Regions from separate parts of the Zea mays genome. Here region 2 is linked to region 1. A link is a contact called in public Hi-C data. All regions are on one chromosome and are shown on one strand. Each heading gives the region's core, a stretch centred on a gene start, on an enhancer-like site or on the middle of the called end of the contact. The rest is flanking DNA. Distances are from core to core; before and after follow the strand shown. Region 1 has its middle 9.5 kb from the start of LOC103632337. Region 2 has its middle 140 kb from the start of LOC103632337.

Region 1 (2,700 bases), core at 141-2,640:
ATCGCGATTCTACATCGGGAGAAGCAAATACATGGGATGGCTACACACACTCATGACTAAGACAAGCAAGGTTTCCGGTGAAAAGACAGATTCCTAGCTGGTAAGGATAGGTTTCATAGACAAGACAATCCAAGAAGGGTTCCTTTTTCTTAGCTTCCTTCTCCTTGGTGTGGTGATGGGAGGTTTCTTACAAGGTCCGTTCTGTTTCCTGCTCTCCGGTATCCTATGACAAGACAACTCGATTCTCTGGTTCTATGTATGCTAATACTACCTAGGGTCGGTCTCTCACATCAGGATGTGTCCCTATCCCGGCCAAGGGGCGATCCTTCCACGCTCTGGCACTTACTGCCCTTGCCTCTTTCGGGTAAGATAGACCTCCACTAGCTTTCCTAATTACTCAGCCAAGGGTGTCCCATTCCACCCTTGGGGTGGCACGTGTTTCTCAAGTTAACCTCCATTTTCCAATTAACATAATAGTCTTATCATGAACAAAATAGAACAATAATAATATAGAATGACCATGTGTAATAGTTATCTCAACACCCAAAACCATATATAGCAATAGCAAAGAGTACCCAAAAGTTCAGGGGTAAACAAGGTGTAAAGGTGACCAAACTAGGGTGGCCTATTGGATCCCACTAAAATTAAGCCTATGCATGCCAAAATGATTATAGAGAACATTATTGGGTAAATAAAAGTGATCAATGGCACAACTTGCCTTCAATGAGCTTCTGCTCAGCAACTTCTACCTGCTGAACACCTGGATCCTCGGTCACTGGTTCGTCTACTCGAAGCAATACAAACAGACATGATATAGGAGAAATTAACATCACACTAAACATGAGTACAAAATACATAATAATAATCTATGTTTCGCAACGAGATCGTAGGTTCGAGAATCACTAAATTCGGAGTTACATATAATAAGTTATGATTTTTCGAAGGTTTTATGTGTTTGGTACTAAAATAACCAAGTGATTAATTTTAATCTATGTTTCATGCTAAAACAGAGTTACCAAGTGATAAAAATATTAAAACAAATTTATGGCAACTGGAATGGGTTAAAAGGGAATTAAAATAAATTTTCTATGAATTAAACAAGTTCTTGTAATTATTTCATGGAGTCTAGGGGTCTATTTACAAATTTGTAGAGCACGCATGTAATTACTTTATATACGCAATGGATGGCTGGTTGTTTACCAAAATTCATAAGGGCTCTTTTGAAAACCTGATCGGTTGAAGGGTATCGGGAATATCGGACAGTCCGATCCATACCCGACGCACCAGATTAGATCATCGCGATATAGGTAACGTGTAACCCGCCATGATCGTCAGATCCGAAACCGACGGATGAGGGGTGCTCCTGCCCCGATCTAACCTAAACCGTCTGTTACCGCATCAACGCTCCAGATTCCCACCTAGCGAACTGGTACGCTGAGATCTGATCTTGACCGCACCTCCCTAGATCGACGATCGGCGCACATCTCCCGTATTCTAATCGGCGGAGGCCGGCAGTGACCGGAGCAACCACGGCAACGGCATCGCCAGACTTGGCCGGACCACCATTCCGAGCCCAAAAGGTTCCTCTTCATGTCTCTACACGATGCGAGGATAAATTCGAAGCTATCGGAGAGGTACTCACCTAAAATTACTCGCGACGAAGCGCTGCCCACGGTAATACGTGGATTCGTGGCGGCACGCTGACTCCGGCGTGAAATTGCCTTCAGTTCACTGTCGTGCGCGCCCGATTGTTGACCGGAACCACTTCCACGAGGCGGCGCACACCTCCACGGCACGAATTCGATCCCGAGACGGTGCCCAGTCGAATACCACAGCAGCGGCGGCCGACACACTTCCTCTCCTCACCCTTGGTGCTAACGACGGCTAGGTTAGGAGGGGAAGAAGGGCGCTGGTCCTTGGCCCATTTCTTTATAGCCTCCCAAGGTCGGTTCCGAGTGCCAGCAACGGCTCCCGCATCTCGCGCTGGTGCTCCGAGCTCCACGGAGTCGGACGCGCGTGGGAAGAGGATGGACTGGCACCGCGGGCCCGCGATTCAGAGACAGCGAGCCGGGGAATGCAGCATCGGTGGCTGACGGAATGGTCCCACACGTGAGCGAACTACGGTGTAGCGGCGCGCGAGGCCAGCGGCTGACCTCCAAGTCCATGGCGTCAGCGGCAGGAATTAGTAGATGGGCCGGCCGAGGGGGGAGACCGGCCCAGGCGCTGCTTTATTCTTTCTTTTTCTTTTCCTTTTGTTTTTCTGTTTTCTTTTTCTTTTTATTTATAAATTTCAATTTATTGAATTCAATTTGGTTGTGAATTTCATACTTTGATTAAATGCACTAATCAAACTAAATACGAGTTTCAAAAGATATATTTATATATATGTTTTTCTTTATATTTATATAGTATTTCTCTTATTCGTTATATAATCTTCAATTTCTAAGCGGTAAGTTTGGTCTTAAATCCCAATTTGAACAATAATATATTTTTATTGATATTATCATTATTATTATTTATAAATGCACAATCAAATAAACTCCAACATGATGCATAGGTATTTATGTGTCGTTTGTTAATTATTCACTTTTAAATATGGTTATTCACATGTTCCAATAAGTAGAGGGCAAAACATATAAGGAGGTCAACTCTCTTCTTATCCTTTACAAATTGGGTATTACAAATCCTACCCCCCCCCCT
Region 2 (2,826 bases), core at 253-2,752, 130 kb before region 1:
GTATAACAACTAAAAGAAAGGCTTTCAACCTATTTATTTATTATTCCCTTTATAAACCATATAGTTAGAGCACTTTTTAAAATTAGTTAAAAACAATAATGAAGATTATATGTTAACTTCTCCTAAAACTTAATGTGTAATAAATATTTAAGTGTGAATGAACTTTTATTTTTACATTCAAATATAACTTCCTACTAGTGTGCGAGTTCAATAAATTACGCATTCCACTAAAATAAATTAGTAAATAATGCAAAATATATGAATTTTGTTGCATCATGCTGGGTAATTTGTTTGCACATTTAAATTGAGTTTGAAATTTTAAAAGCAGATTAAATCAAAACTTGAAGTTAGAATTTAGGAACTAAAAGAAATATAAACAAAATGGAAAGGGAGGACATACCTCATTTCGGGCTTGAAACCTCTCCTCGGCCCAACTCCGTCTCGGCGTCCACCCTGGCCGGATGGGCCAAATATGCCCCGTCGGCCAATTACTTTTCCCCACCTTTTTCTTTTTCTAGCGTGTATGGCGCGTGGGCCCCACCTCGTTAGCTCCGGCTTTCCTTGCCCAAACGTCTTCCACTGCTGACGCCTGGGACCTGGTCATCAGCCTAATCGGTCGCGCGCGCTCTAGCCTCTCAACCGCGCCGCGCCTCATTCCCTTGACCCTGCCACGTGGGCCCAGCGTGTCGGACATCGTCTTCCTGGGTTCAAACAAAAGCCAGCTCAAGTTGGTTGCAAAAACTCCGCCGAGAATCACCACCTCATGCTCCACCTTAGGCTCTATATAAACCATCCGCGACCCCCTCCTTGTTCCCAAATGGGTCAAACCACAGTCGTGGGTAGATGGGGGAGGAACGGGGGATCTCGCGACTGCCATCAGCGCTCCTCACCCTTGATGCCTATCGGCGCCTGCTGGGAGGTCATGGGCATTCACCACAGCATGAGGAAGCCCCCCAAGAAGTACCGTGAGCAAGAAATCGATCTCATCATCTGGGAATTCCTCATCGATGATGTGGCGCCGCTGCGAGCCGCTTAGTTCAGTGCCCTGACATCATATCACAGCCACATCGACCTGGGTAATACCCTTACCATCTTATTCGCCATTGGACCATTTAAGTGTAGCACTGTACTACTTGGGTAGAAGATCACCAGTAACCTCGGGATTGCTCACCATGGTCGTTGCTCAGCCGTGGAGACACGGTTTGCCGCAGACAAAACTCTCTACGCAACTACCTCTGGTGATGAGCCCCACACCCTATTCGCCACGACCGTAGCATCATGGGCGCCTTGTGGCGTCGAATTTGGCAACCAGGATGGAAGTCAGGGCTTTTCCGGCCATGGCACCGCCACGAGTCAGCGCTGCGCCACCGTGCTGATGCGGACCGCTGCTTCGCCTCGACTAGGTTGGGGAAGAAGCCCCTCTGGTCGTCAGATCCATGTTGTGCGCACTGGATTAGATCTAGGGGTAACCAAATATGAGCCGTTGATCGGGACACCGGGGATCGAGATCATATCATCACATCCTTCTAGCCACGTTAGATCCAAACCGTAGGATGTCTGGTGAAGGCGTAGGATTAGATCTTGGAGATTTTGGATCGTGGCCGCTGATTTTGGATCTTGTGGTCACCAGTGGATACCGGTTCATGGGTGGGATAGTTTTATCTTGTCCATCGATTTTTTATCGATCGGCCATGGCTCTGCGATACCCCTTCGTTGTGTGTTTTTTTTCTAAAAGTGACCCTTCTTTATTTTAAAATCAGCCCGCCGTCTGCCTAGACTCAAGAATCATCGTAGATGGGTCCACAGATTTATAGAACCGCCCCTGGACTTCAAAAGAATAGTGGTCGCGGTCCAGGAATTTCTGTATAATGATAAAATTAATTCTAAAATGATTTTTAATATAGAAATAATTCCATAATCTTGTTTAATTCCTACTTAATTCATTTGAACTCCTTTTTATCCATTCTAGTTGCATTAAACTCATATTAATATTATTTATCATCTAGCAACATTATTTTGTCATGAAACATAGGTTAAAAACTATGCACTCAATCTATTCTACATACGACATTTAAACTTCGGAAAATCATAACTCTTTAACCGTAACTCCGAATTTAGTGGTTCTCGAACCCACGATCTCGTTACGATGCATAGATCATTATTCTTTGATATGTTCTCATGATTGGTGTGATGTTAATTTTTGCCTATACCATGTTTGTTTGTATTGCTATGAGTAGCAGCGAGGTTACAAGTCACTTGAAGACCTAGTTTGGAGACGTACCACGGAATCTCAAGTCACAGGCAAGTTGTGCCCTTGATCACTCTTCTTTACCTAATAATGGTCTATGTTAATCACTGTGACATGCTCAGGATAATTCGATGGGACCTAATAGGTTTCCCTAGTATTGTTTACCCCACACCTTGCAAACAAAAGAACTATCGGGTAGATTTACTATTGCTCTACCTGTTTTCGGGAAATTAATGTTATATTATGATCTTGTTCCAATTTTGCTGTTGTTTTAATTATTGTTCATGATAAGATCATTATGTTAATTGGAACATGGAGCGACCACCTGGGAAAACAGTGCTACGAGAAGGATGGTATGGACACCCTGGCTGACTAATTAGAAAAGCTAGTGGAGGAATACTTTACCCGAAAGGGGCAAGGGTGGTAGAGGAGCTATGGTATAGGGAGGTTCTCGGGTCGATCATGTTGCGATGGCTTTTCAGATGAGGGATTCCTATATTTCCCTTCTCAAAAACCGTAGCGGGTTTTCTGAAGCTAGTGGAACTTTGTAAAGGCCTCATAGTGCTACCATGCCTCGT

What was found. A called contact is a pair of places that touch in the nucleus more often than the background predicts.
Region 2: a Hi-C map of tassel shows a contact between it and region 1, with 2.9 times the contacts expected there. The contact joins two enhancer-like sites. A contact is called at or near these places in 2 of 25 Hi-C or Micro-C datasets (endosperm and tassel).

The regions. Positions count from the first base shown.
Region 1 is chr7:48,030,576-48,033,275 of Zm-B73-REFERENCE-NAM-5.0, reverse strand. No RefSeq gene overlaps it. Among protein-coding and RNA genes, the nearest start is that of LOC103632337, 9.5 kb to the right of the region's middle. Within about 2 kb of position 1,390, at least 18 of the 20 cell types and tissues checked have an H3K27ac peak or open chromatin away from gene starts, as enhancers often do. A contact at or near this core is called in tassel, where this site is marked.
Region 2 is chr7:48,161,422-48,164,247 of Zm-B73-REFERENCE-NAM-5.0, reverse strand. No RefSeq gene overlaps it. Among protein-coding and RNA genes, the nearest start is that of LOC103632337, 140 kb to the right of the region's middle. Within about 2 kb of position 1,502, at least 17 of the 20 cell types and tissues checked have an H3K27ac peak or open chromatin away from gene starts, as enhancers often do. A contact at or near this core is called in tassel, where this site is marked.